Linked DNA regions of Capra hircus: region 1 is linked to region 2. Evidence: chromatin contacts called from public Hi-C data. All regions are on one chromosome and are shown on one strand. Each heading gives the region's core, a stretch centred on a gene start, on an enhancer-like site or on the middle of the called end of the contact. The rest is flanking DNA. Distances are from core to core; before and after follow the strand shown. Region 1 overlaps LOC102174081 (nose resistant to fluoxetine protein 6). Region 2 has its middle 70 kb from the start of MALT1.

Region 1 (6,860 bases), core at 2,433-4,932, 260 kb before region 2:
CAGCCCACACCTGGGCCGCGCCCATCCCTGGGGACACAGCAGGGCGGAAGGAATGGGAGGACGGAGGCGTGCGTTTGGAGGAAGCAGAGGGGCTTTCCCTGGTTGCGCTGAGCAGGAGCTGCTCCTGTGTGGGGGCCTCTCCTTGCGGGGACTTCTCCTGTGGAGCCCATGCTCAAGGCACACCGGCTTCCGGTGTCCTGGTGCCCGGGCTTAGCTGCTCTGAGACATGTGGAATCTTCCCGCACCAGGGATCGAACCCATGTCCCCTGCATTGCAAGGTGGATTCTTAACCACCGGACCACAGAGAAGTCCCAACGCACCTCTGAATGGCCTTCTGTTAGAATACAACCTGATCGTGCATTTTCAAGGGAGCACCATAACTCCAGCCTACAGGAAAAGTCACGTGGCCCCTGTGGGTCCATTGCTTCCCATGACGCCCTAGCTCCTGTTCCTGCTATGAGAAACACATGGCTTTCCAAGGCCCAGGGCCTCATCTCTAGAACATTTAGATGAGGCATCCACAGGACTTCGACAAACCAAAGGAGGACCTAGCAGAGGGGATCTGGGGTCAGCACCGCCCCCTAATAGTGCAAGGGAATTCTTGACCCTTCTTTCACCGAAAAGCAAATTATCCTCCATTCATTTAATGAGTGATTGCAGAACCAGATGCTAGAAATTCAGAGGTGTGTAGGAACATGTTCTGCCCTCAAGGTCTTATGGATCAACAAAAGTCATAAGAATAGGTTTTGCACGAGGCAATGCCAAAGAATGCTCAAACTACCGCACAATTGCACTCATCTCACAAGCTAGTAAAGTAATGCTCAAAATTCTCCAAGCCAGGCTTCAGCAATACGTGAACTGTGAACTTCCAGATGTTCAAGCTGGGTTTAAAAAAGGCAGAGGAACCAGAGATCAAATTGTGAACATCTGCTGGATCATGGAAAAAGCAAGAGAGTTCCAGAAAAACATCTACTTCTGCTTTATTGACTATGCCAAAGCCTTTGACTATGTGGATCACCATAAACTGTGGAAAATTCTGAAAGAGATGGGAATACCAGACCACCTGACCTGCCTCTTGAGAAATCTGTATGCAGGTCAGGAAGCAACAGTTAGAACTGGACATGGAACAGACTGGTTCCAAATAGGAAAAGGAGTACGTCAAGGCTGTATATTGTCACCCTGCTTATTTAACTTCTATGCAGAGTCCATCATGAGAAACGCTGGGCTGGAATCTTGATTCCACAAGCTGCAATCAAGATTGCTGGGAGAAATATCAATAACCTCAGATATGCAGATGACACCACCCTTATGAAGAAAGTGAAGAAGAACTAAAGAGCCTCTTGATGAAAGTGAGGGGAGAGTGAAAACATTGGCTTAAAGCTCAACATTCAGAAAACTAAGATGATGGCATCCGGTCCCATCACTTCATGGCAAATAGATAGGGAGACAGTGGAAACAGTGTCAGACTTTATTTTTTGGGGCTCCAACATCACTGCAGATGGTGATTGCAGCCGTGAAATTACTTATTTACTCCTTGGAAGAAAAGTCATGCCCAACCTCGACAGCATATTCAAAAGCAGAGACATTACTTTGCCAACAAATGTCTATCTAGCCAGAGCTATGGTTTTTCCAGTAGTCATGTATGGATGTGAGAGTTGGATTATAAAGAAAGCTGAGTGCCGAAGAATTGATGCTTTTGAACTGTGGTGTTGGAGAAGACTCTTGAGAGTCCCTTGGACTGTAAGGAGATCCAGCCAGTTCATCCTAAAGGAAATCAGTCCTGAATATTCATTAGAAGGACTGATGTTGAAGCTGAAACTCCAATACTTTGGCCACCTGATGCGAAGAACTGACTCATGTGAAAAGACCCTGATGCTGGGAAAGGCTGAAGGCAGGAGGAGAAGGGGACGACAGAGGATGAGACGGTTGGATGGCATCACTGACTCGATGGACATGAGTTTGGGTGAACTCTGGGAGCTGGTGATGGACAGGGAGGCCTGGCGTGTTGCGGTCCATGGAGTCGCAGAGTCAGACACGACTGAGCGGCTGAACTGAACTGAGGCTAAGGTAGTGCTTTAGATAGACTGCCCTGAGGGTGGATTTGAGATCAGACTAGAGGCAAGAAAACTAGTGAAGAAGTCCAGCTAAGAGATGAGACGGGCTTGAACAAGGTGAGGGGCAAAGGCCACGAGAGGACAGTAGGAGAAACAGCCCCGGGGGTGGGTGACCGGACGGGGAGGGAGGGCGACAGGCAGGAGGCATCCAAGATGAACCCAGGTTTCTGGCTTGACCTATGACCTTGGATGGTGAACCAGACTGATTACCCACAGGGAAGTAACCCCATCTGGAAGGTGAAGTGACAGCTTTCTAAATACCGCACAACCTGATTCCCAGACGGAACCATCAAATCTGACCAAGAATCTTATTTCTAGGAGCCAAAGAGCTTTTGCTATTAAAGAAAAGCCAGCCTACATCACCATGACCTTCCAGAAGAGTGGCTTGCCCTTGCCATCTCACCGGGTATGTTTTCCCACATCAGAAGTTTCTCTGGGTCTGTACCAAGGCTCCAATGGGTGGGACCCGGCTGGGTGCTGGATCTGGGGCTTTCTAAGGGGAGCTCAGTGAGGAAAGCAGAGAATCAGGGAAGAAGACAAGGTTCCTCTTATTCTCTGGCATCAAGAGCCGTTGCTGACACACCACAGCACAGTCAAGTGCCCGAAAGTCTGCCTCCTGCCCAGGGCTTTGGAAGAGCCGGGCCAAGGGCAGTCTGACCCCAGGTGAACCTGGTTCCTACAGCGTGGCATGGGGAAGCCACGTACCTTGGTTCTGAGAACGTTTGCCTGGTGGTCTGGGTGCATGAAAACGCTCAGTAAGAGGCCCACGAGGAACGGCCCGTACCGACAGTAGGGCTTCGTGTAGTACTCCACGAAATACAGTCTGGCTGCCTCTTCCCTGAAAAACACAAGGACGTGAGGCCAAAGGCTGCATCTGATCTGGACATGGATCAAGCAATCTCTCAGACGTTCACTGGGGCAATCAGCAAAGCCAAAGACACTGGGAGTACAGGAGTTCACGTCTTCAGTGATGGTCTGCAGACAGCACCCTCACGATCCTGCCTTGGGCCATGCTGGTTTCTGAAATTCCAAACTCCCTTGGGGCCCTCCAACCTGGGACCCAAGGAAATGTGATGACTGCCTTCTTTTAAAATAGCTGTTTCCAGTGGCTGGCATGTCAGGATAGCTCTAAAAACATGGTTCCCAGAAGTAGACCCCTTCTTAAAGACGTGAACCTCTTCGTGGAAGCTCTCACAGAATTGGGTGGCTTGGGCCCCAGCCCTGGAGACTCACATTCAGTTGGCCCAGGGTGGTGCTTGCTGGAAGCATCGGTGAAATGTCAATCCCCACCCCCATCCCACCGCCCCCAACCCACAGGTGACTCTCATTTGCGTCTGCGGTTGAGAACCACAGGCAAAGCAGGAGCCAGCCTCCTTCTCGCCCACCCAGCTGTGCGCACAGAAGCTGATGACGTGGTGGAAGGGCATGGCGCCTCTCCGGTCTAAAAGCCCGGGGTGTGCTCAGTCACTCAGCCACTCATCTGTTCCACGCGCAGTGCATCCTGGGCACTTTTTCTTTTCTTTTTGGCCATCCTGTGCGGCATGTGGGATCTGAGTTCCCCGACCAGGGGTCAAACCCTTGCCCCCTGCAGTGGAAGCATGGAGTCCCACCCACTGGACTGCCAGGGACGCCAGTCCCTTGAGCACTTCTGTGCCTCACACGGCTCTGGGCTAGTTCACCCTGGGAGGTCTGTGAAGGCTACTCTGAGACATGTACAGACGCCTGTAGGGAGCGGAGGAGCTCGCCTCGCCCATATCTGGATTCTAGAGGAACAGCGTTCTCGTGTGAGGGAGCAGCAAGTTCGAGGGCCCTGAGGAGGGAGCCTGTTGGGTGTGTGGAGGGAAGGAGGCTGCTGAGACTGGTCCAGAGTCAGCGGATGGGGGAGAGACAGACGAGGCCAGACAGGGATTCTGCCCCGAGAACAATGGGAGGATTGAGCAGATGACGGACAGCATCCGGTTTCCACCTGCATCAGCCTGACTGCTGCACGGAGAACAGATGAGCAGGAAATCTCACCGGTTTTTCCTGCAGAAGACTCAGGTGGTACCGAGAAAGAACTGCTACACATACCCTGTTGGAAAGGCAAACTAGCGCAGTGGTAAGGTCCTAGGTTCAGCTCACACCTGTGCCACTCACTAGGCATGTGACCTTGAAGGGGCAACCCCAACTTCGTTAAATTTCTGTCTCTCCATCCCACAATAGAGCTTCCAAGCAGCAGTTTGCCACTGGAGGAGAAACGCCATACAGCCACGTGGGGGCACCCCTTTCCTCCCAGAAGCGTTTCAGTGGGCAAGAGTGAGCTCCCTGTGTTCAGAGCAGATTCCCAGCGCCAGCTGAAAAGAGTCAGAGGTTTGGAAACAAACACACAATGAACTTTCCCATCCAGGCCGAACAGTTCCTGCCCACATTTCCGCAGGAGCCTACGTGCACAGGGCTAAAAGCCTGGCATCCGCTCAGCAGCCCTGCCTGGGAGGTCCTGGCTATCCTGAGGGGAGGTGAGGGACAGAGCTGGTGGGCTGGGAAGCGCGGCAGTTACCTGGCTTCTGACGGAGCTGCCACCGGAAGGTTGTGAGCCAGTGTGAGCAGAGTAGAGGCAGTGCAAGATGCCAGGAGCAGCGTGGCCCCGAGCAGGATGAGGGCACGCTGACTTCTGCAAAGAAGAGAGCACGTTCACTTTCCTTCTCACTCTGGGGCTACCGAAGGCTGGCAGACTTGGCAACCAGAGGTGCTTCCTGCCAGCCTGCCTTTGAGAGAGGCTGGCGTGGGGCCAAGTGTGTCCAGAGCTGGGCTGGAGTTAAAAAGCTTGAGTTAGACTTCAGTGTCGAGCACTTATTAGCAGCCCAATCCTGAGCAGTGAAATCCTTGCCTTAGAATAGCTTCATCTTCCTGCTGAAATTTACCGTGAGGAGCCCGTGCTTGGGAAAGTCCCTTGCCACCCAGGAAGCACTAGAGGGACTGGAGTGGAGGGACTCCCTGGGGGTCCACTGGTTAAGACTCCGTACTTCCACGGCAGTGGGCACGGGTTCCATCCCTGGTCGGGGAACTAAGATCCCACATGCCGCTAGGTGCGACAAAAAGAAAAAGAAAAAGTAATAATCAGAATAAAAATTAAGAAGTGGTGATCGATTCAGGAGAGAGATGATTGGCAGGCACAGGCGAGACACAGTAGAGGGGGCAGAGTAACAGGGAGACCCGGGGATCCTCCCCCCAATCCGAACGCAAATCTGACCAGTGTCAGGGTTCAGGTGGCTCATGTGGAGGTAAGAATGAGGGCAGGGGTGGGGGACAAGGAAGGCCAATGCAAGGCACTATCACGGTGGTCAATGCTCAGTTCTTCCAGAATGTTCTGTGGAGCCTTCTGAAATGCACCTCAAAACTGTCCTAAGGGGGTGAAAGAAAGAAGCATTTTCCTACCATCTTCTAGCCCCCTTGGGTCAAAGATGGCCCCACAAAATTAATTCCTCCAAAATTTGGGACTCTGTATGTAGGCTGAGAGGGTTCGGTTCTGAGGCAGGAAATGAGGTGTAGGGACAGAGGCTCAGGGTGAGACAGTATCTGGTTATATCTACTGGGAATCAGGTGGGTTAGGACCAGGAGGGTCTGCAGTGGAAGAAATGCCCAACACAGATGCCAAACCAACCAGGCACAACCCTGCCTTTGGCGATCCTAGTCCAGTGCTGAAGTTGCCATGGTTCCTCGTGAGGAGGAGATGAGATGCCATTCGCTTCACACCACAGTGACTTAGGGAGTGAATCAGCATCTAGAGGGCCAATTCCAGTTCAGTTTGTGCTCAGGAGCAGAAGAGGCGTCTTAGCTCAGTGGTACAGTAATTGACTAGTAATGCCTGCCATGGATGAGTGTGGGCAGGGCAGGTATGGTAACCATTCTCTACATTTACCATGTCTTATTTTTTTGGCTGAACCATGGCTCGGTGGTAAAGAACCCATCTGCCAATGCAGGAGATGTGAGCTCGATCTCTGAGTAGGGAAGATCCCCTGGAGAAGGAAATGGCAACCCACGCCAGTATCCTTGCCTGGGAAACCCCATGGACAGAGGAGCCTGGTGGGGCTACAGTCTATGGGGTCGCCAAAGGACACGACTTAGTCACTAAACAACCACCACTGCCACCCCCAGGAAGCATGCAGGATCTTAGTTCCCTGACCGGGGATCGAACCCACACTTCCTGCGGTGAACGAGCAGGTTCTTAACCACTGGCCACCAGGAAGTCCCAATTCATCACGCCTTTTGCAGACCCTCCAGTTCCATCCTCCCTGAATTACTAGAATTCTACACGAATGTGTTCTCTGAGGGGAAAACGGCCCTACCTTTTATACCCCTTCCATTTAGAGGCTAAACGCAGTAGCACACTCACAGGCTTGGGTGGCGCCGGTTTCCAGGTGAGCAACTGAGACCCTCTTCCCATGACGGCCCCTCAGAAAGATGCTGACCCCGGGGCCAGGCTGTCTCGGTCACAGGGACACTCAAGCAGGTTCCCAGCAGACCTAGAGTGCAGAGGTACTGATAACTCATTGTCCTTGGTGGGTGGGTGGCTGGCACACCATCTGGTCAGGCCATCTAATAAAAACCCCCGTGCACTCGAGTAAATATTCTCTCACTCCCTGGGGAAGTGGAGCCCAAGCCGTGCCACCTCTACTCGGGAGTCAGACACATCTCCGCTGGCCATCACAGCTGCAGAAACTACTAAAAGCTTCCTAGGACAGACTGCTGTGGGCTGGATCGTGTCCC
Region 2 (6,705 bases), core at 3,568-6,067:
CTAATTGTTCTGTAACAGCAGCTCTGAATGTATCTGATATGTCTGGAACTCCGTGTATGTATCAGAACTAAAAGTTATTTCTAAGGAGTAACGTGAATTTTTAAATGCTTTGGGATTTTAAAAGGACTCATTAAAAGGCATCGGGATTTCCAACTGTGAGATTTTTTTATTTATGTAGGAGTTCAAAGAGTGCTTTTTAAATGCTAGCTTGTGAATCTTCACAAAATCCCTTGGAAGTGACTGGCCAAAAAAGGGAAGATGGATGAACCGTTCATCTGAGTAATATGGCAGTAAAGTCAGGACAGGGCAGGGAACAAGCCGTTCTTAACCCGCCGACCCCGAGTCTGGAGCCCCCGAGTCTGGAGCCGTAAAACTCCCCTGCAAACAACCTGGATTGGCACTGTAAGTTCTAGGTAAGGGAGACTCTTTATTTGCCCCAAGGTGGGGAAGGAATAAAGCTCTGAAAAATAATTGTAGATGGGCCAGGAGCAGGATAATAGGGAGGAGAAGGGAGGAGGGTTCTTGTTTGTACCTTCTCCTGCCCACCATTTGACTACAGGTGAAATCAGCTGAGAGTGGGAATCAAGAGACGCAGAGACGAGCGATGTAAAGGGCACCGGGGGAGCTTGCAGGAGGGTTGGGGGAGCGTCTGTGTCCTGCCTTTTCAGCTTCTGTTGGCTGCTTAGGTTCCTTGGCTTGTTGCCCCTTCCTCCACTTTCAAGGAGCGCCCTTCCAGTCTCTGCTTCCGTCATCACGTGGCCTTTTCCTTTCTCCTCTAGCTCTCCAGATTTCTCTTGAGAAATTTACGTGCAGGTCAGGAAGCAACAGTTAGAACTGGACATGGAGCAACAGACTGGTTCCAAACAGGAAAAGGAGTGCGTCAAGGCTGTATACTGTCACCCTGCTTATTTAACTTCTATGCAGAGTACATCATGAGAAACGCTGGACTGGAAGAAACACAAGCTGGAATCAAGATTGCCGGGAGAAATATCAATCACCTCAGATATGCAGATGACACCACCCTTATGGCAGAAAGTGAAGAGGAACTAAAGAGCCTCTTGATGAAAGTGAAAGAGGAGAGTGAAAAAGTTGGCTTAAAGCTCAACAGTCAGAAAACGAAGATCATGGCATCTGGTCCCATCACTTCATGGGAAATAGATGGAGAAACAGTGGAAACAGTGTCAGACTTTCTTTTTGGGGGCTCCAAAATCACTGCAGATGGTGACTGCAGCCATGAAATTAAAAGACGCTTACTCCTTGGAAGGAAAGTTATGACCAACCTAGACAGCATATTGAAAGGCAGAGACATTACTTTGCCAACAAAGGTCCGTCTGGTCAAAGATATGGTTTTTCCAGTAGTCAGGTATGGATATGAGAGTTGGACTATAAAGAAAGCTGAGCACTGAAGAATGGATGCTTTTGAACTGTGGTGTTGGAGAAGACTCTTGAGAGTCCCTTGAACTGCAAGGACATCCAACCAGTCCATCCTAAAGGAAACCAGTCCTGAATGTTCAATGGAAGGACTGATGCTGAGGCTGAAGTTCCAATACTTTGGCCACCTGATGCAAAGAACTGACTCATTTGAAAAGACCCTGATGCTGGGAGGGATTGAAGGCAGGAAGACAAGGGGATGACAGAGGATGAAATGGTTGGATGGCATCACCAACTCTGTGGACGTGAGTCTGAGTAAACTCCAGGAATTGGTGATGGACAGGGAGGCCTGGCGTGCTGCAGTCCATGGGGTCGCAAAGAGCTGAACATGACTGAGCGACTGAACTGAACTAGCTCTCCCCACATTCCTGCTATAAGGATCCTGGTGATGGTGTCAGCTCACTGGGGTAATGCAGGATCATCTCTCCATCTCAAGGTGGTTAACCGCCTTTGCAAAATCCCTCTGCCATGTGAAGCAGCATCCCCAGGTCCTGGGGATTTGGACACCTCTGGGAGCCATTGTTCTGCCTCTCACACTGAGAAATCAGGGCAGCGAGACTCAGTGACATTGCAAAGAGAAACCTCTATCATATGGAAATCTTTCTATCACATCAGTTTCTCTAAGTCCAAGGACTGTGGACCATTTTACGTACGAGTTGCCCTTGTGGTTCTGAAATATGAAGATGGGACCTACGCTTCTCCACATGCTCCCCACCTTCGGGGCAAGGGAGGTCACAGCTGGGGCTCTCCTGAGCTAGGGGTGGTGAGACCCTAAAGTTGTACACACGTCTTCCTCCAGAAAGCAGGGTGAGCCTTTGAAGTCCAGCCTTCCACGGAGTCTTAACCACTGGACTGCCAGGGACGTCGCAAGATAAATATTCAAAGCATCAGAGGCAGACAGGGCCCCCTGGGAGAGAGCAGGCGGGGCTTTTATTGTTCCAATTATTTTTTTAGTACCCAATATCTGCTGAAACACTTCTCTCAAAGTACATTCAAATATCACCTACTTGTACCTACACATGAAAGCAGGCCTCGATTACAAAAGATAATTAACAGGTAACAAAGGGAAAATGGAAACTGTGTTCACAAATGCCTTGGCTAAAAACCAGTCGCCTCCTGGGCACTGAAGGCTGTAGGTTTTGGTCTGTGAGTGTAGCTGGGTGATGAGGGAATAAACAGACGTAGGTCGTCACCAGTTAGAGTGGCGGACAGGTCCTTCCACGCCGCCGGTGCCTGTGCCAGCGAAGTGGGTGGAGGTTGAGGGGGAAGGTCAGAGAGACAGAGAGGTTAATTAAGCTCATCGTTGGCTCAGCTGCCTGGCGCAGGTGAGTACTTTCAAACCTTTTTTTCCCACCACCTACCACTAGTTTGAAATAAAAGAGCCAAAACGTATGAGAGCAAAAACAAAAGAAGTGCAGGCGAATCAGTTCCGAAAAGCATTCGGCATTCCTTGTTCTACTTTTTCTTTTGGCGCTTTCGGATCCAAGGATGACACGACCTCCTCGCCAGATGTTCTCAGGTTCAGATCCCTTCAAGAGCTGGCAGCAAAGGCAAGTGGGAAACGGACGAAGGGCCAGGCCTCGGGAGGTCTTCCCGCTGGAGGGTTAAAGCATCCTGGATGTTCTGAGATGTTTTGGCAACTTTTTTTTTTTTTTTGCACTACGGCGGAAATGGAGGGCACGTGTTGGAAAGAGGTGGTCTGGCTGGTGAGCGTGTGCGTGAATGCCCCGTTAACGTTTTTTATGTGCGAATTTACCAATCCAGATTAAGGGCGATTGGAACTGGTGGTGGTTCTGACCTTATTCAAAGATGGGAAACTCACCCTTCCCCAGGCTTCTCGGCTTCCCTGAGCCAGAATTCCTGCAGTTCTCTCTTAGACACTGCACTTCACCCCCGTCAAGCCAGGCAAAGCTGAGGTCACTAGCCAGTTACCTGGAGCTGGTCTGAAGTGTCCAAATGCAGGCTCCACCATTTTCTTCCTCTGTGACCTTGAGCAAGTCCAGCAGTCCTGGGGGCTCCAGTTTCCTCCTTTGTGAATCGGACACAATACCTCCATCCATCACAAAAGCCTGAATGAGAAAAGCAGCTGACATTGTGTCAGGCTCACAGGACCTGCCTAAATACTAGCTGTTGTTATTATTGGGGATTCAAATTCTGTCTTGCTCACTTTGGAGCTCATCAAAGGCCAAGGACCCTGAATGCATCTTACGGCTTAAAGTGTTCTGCCATTTTAGTTGCCAAGTCGTGTCTGCGACCCCATGGACTATAGCCCGCCAGGCTCCTCTGTCCTAGGATTTTCCAGGCAAGCACATGGGACTGGGTTGCCATTTCCTTCTCCAGCGGATCTTCTCGATCCAGGGATTGAACCCTTGTCTCTTGCACTGACAGGCCGATTCTTTATCACTGAGCCACCAGGGAAGTCTAAAATGTTTTGGGGGCACAATTATCATCACTTCCCATTGACATTCCATTTACGTACTGTACAGATTATTTTCAGAGTGATATTTGAGAGGATTTTGAATAACTTGTGGGCTTCCCTTGTGGCTCATTCCCATCTGCCTGCAATGCGGGAGACCTGGGTTGGGAAGATCCCCTGGAGAAGGAAATGGCTACCCACTCCAGTATTCTGGCCTGGAGAATTCCATGGACTGCATAGTCCATGGGGTCGCAAAGAGTCGGACACGACTGAGCGACTTTCACTTTCTTTCACTTTGAATAACCTTTGGTCCTGTTTCTGAACGTGGGCAGGGATCCCTTTGGGGGTGCTCCCCGTGACTCCCAGTTGAGTTGTAGGTTTTGTCCGGCTAGTGTCTGGGGAGGGCTGGGGGCAGATGAGACTGAAGTGGACAGGAAACCCCCACCCAGCCCCTCGAGGCAGAGGGGTCTGGAAAGTGCGTAGGTGTACCATAGCCTGAGAAGCCTCTGGGTCGCACCTTGGAATTCCTCCTTTCTCAACAGAAGCAATCTCCAGGTCTTGGCCTTTTCTCTGACTTTCACCATAGCTGTGCCTCGGGTTCTGTCCATGAGAAATCACAAACTCTAGAGTGGGAGCATTCTGTGCACACTGGCCAGTACTGAACGGTGCCCTTGAAATGGTTTAGACGGGGATGCTCAGGGTTAGGTATATTGGATCCCAGTTATGTGAGTGCTAGGTGGCTTCAGGCGTGTCTGGCTCTTTTTTGACCCCACGGACTGCAGCACCAGAGTCAAGCGGTGAGAGGTCAGGAGGGGCATGGCCACTGGCAAGGCCTCATTGTGGCTTGGCCGAGTGGCTGCAAACACCGCTGCTCCGCTGCTCCAGCAGCCCTTCCCGAGGCTCCGGCCTTCCCTGTGCTCTGGGCTGCAGCAGGAAGCAAGCTCGCAGGTTGTAAAAAACCCACGCAGAGTGAAGGACAAACGAGCCTGCGCTGCCCTCTGCTGGGCTCCCGGCGCATACCCACCACTGGAAGGACTGATGCTGCAGCTGAAGCTCCAACACTGGCCCCTGATGGGAAGAGCTGACTCGCTGGAAAAGACCCCAATGCTGGGAAGGATTGAGGGCAGAAGGGGACAACAGAGGATGAGGTGGTTGGATGGCATCACCCACTCGATGGACATGAGTTTGAGCAAGCTTCGGGAGTTGGTGATGGACAGGGAGGCCTGGGGTGCTGCAGTCCATAGGGTCGCAGAGTCGGACACGACTGAGCGACTGAACTGAACTGAACTGAACTGAACCCACCCAGAACTCAACAAAACAAAGTAAGGCCTGGTCCAGAGAGCTGGGCAGGCCCCAGAGGACGGTGCAGACCCGGAGTCCTTAAAGGGGGCTCCCAACCCCTTCAGGCCCGCTGGTCGCTGCTGCTCAGGCCCCAGAGTTTCTCACTGGGGTCGGATCCCTCCTCTGAGGGTGCAGCGGATGTCACCACCAGCGAGCCGCCCCGGCTCTCCCCTCCTGGCCGGGAGCGTCAGCTGCTCCCCTGCTGGGGAGGGTTAGTCACTAAGTCTGTCGGTCTCATAGGCTGTAGCCTGTCGGCCCGTTTGCTTCTCCAGGGGGATCTTCGCCACGAGCTGTTCGTGTGTTTTGGACCCGATTAGGTTGAAGTGAGCTGACAGTAGTTTGTGATCAGCGGGGGAAGGTTTGAGTTCATTTCTGTGTGACAAGGTAGAGGGGACCCCCGGGAGGTGCGTGGTTGGGCTACCAGGAACGGTCCTCCGTCCGGGAGGAGCGGGCCAAGGAAGCGAGAGGAAAGCTGGGTCATCACGGCGGAGCTGAGCGTACGGAGAAGGGGGAGAAGACAGAGCGTGTGAGCGAGACACGGGATACAGAGCTGGCTGTGTTATTCAGGACGAGGGGAAAGAACGCATGGTTAAAAATCCTCTCTTAGAAATTTTTTGGGTCACGCCGTGCGGCTTGTGGGATCTCAGGACCCCGACGAGGGGCTGAACCCAGGCCACGACGGCCAAGGCGCCAAATCCGAACCACTGGGCCACCAGGCACCTCCCTGGAGACAAGCTTCTGTTTCAAATGTTGAGATCCCCTCCGTTCTGCCGTTTCTCTAGAGACAGTGAGTGTCTGGGCCGGCGGGGGCGCGCGTCCGCCTTGGGGCCAGGAGGGGGCGCCCGAGACTGACAGCAGCCGGGGAGCGGCGGCTCGGCTGGCTCCGCCCGCGCTGCTCCGGGTCCTTCCCAGGCCGCTCGGGGCTGGAGTCGGAGCTGCCATCCTGTGCGGGTTCCTAGAGCTGTCACGACCCATTTTCACCAGCTTGGCGTCATGAAACAACAGAAATTTATTGTCTTCCAGTTCTGGAGGCCAGAAATCCAAACTTCGTATCAACGGGCAGAAAGTGGGGTCTTGGCGGGGCCGTTCTCCCGTGGGAGAGTCTGGAGGGCACGCCTCCCCGTGCGTCTGCAGCGTGTAGGGCGCGCGCTCAGCTTGCGGCTGTGCCGCGCGTGCCCGCCTCCACCTCCACGCGGCCTCCACCGTTCCTTGTCTTCTTTCCCGCCCCTTACACGCACAGACACTTGCCACTGGGGTAGGGACCGCCTTCATCCAGGACCATCTCGCGTCCAGATCTTTTTGTGTGTGTGTGCCTATTTTATTAAAAAAACATGTTTCGGCTGCACCACGCGGCTTGCAGGATCTTAGTTCCCCACCAGGGATTGAGCACAAAGGATTGTGCTTTTCCTTAGCAGTGAAAGCACAGAGCCCTAATCGCTGGACCACCAGGGAACTCCCTCCAGATACTTAGTTATATCTGCTAAGACAACATTTCCAAATAAGGTTGCAGTCACAGA

The links. A called contact is a pair of places that touch in the nucleus more often than the background predicts.
Region 1: a Hi-C map of liver shows a contact between it and region 2, with 7 times the contacts expected there. The contact joins two enhancer-like sites. A contact is called at or near these places in 3 of 5 Hi-C or Micro-C datasets (blood and liver).

What each region holds. Positions count from the first base shown.
Region 1 is chr24:58,296,468-58,303,327 of ARS1.2, reverse strand. It overlaps LOC102174081 (nose resistant to fluoxetine protein 6), which reads right to left. Exons shown (of 15, transcript XM_018039365.1): 11 at 4,651-4,764; 12 at 2,820-2,952. Among named protein-coding and RNA genes, the nearest start is that of SEC11C, 46 kb to the left of the region's middle. Within about 2 kb of position 3,682, at least 4 of the 5 cell types and tissues checked have an H3K27ac peak or open chromatin away from gene starts, as enhancers often do.
Region 2 is chr24:58,035,818-58,042,522 of ARS1.2, reverse strand. No RefSeq gene overlaps it. Among named protein-coding and RNA genes, the nearest start is that of MALT1, 70 kb to the right of the region's middle. Within about 2 kb of position 4,817, at least 3 of the 5 cell types and tissues checked have an H3K27ac peak or open chromatin away from gene starts, as enhancers often do.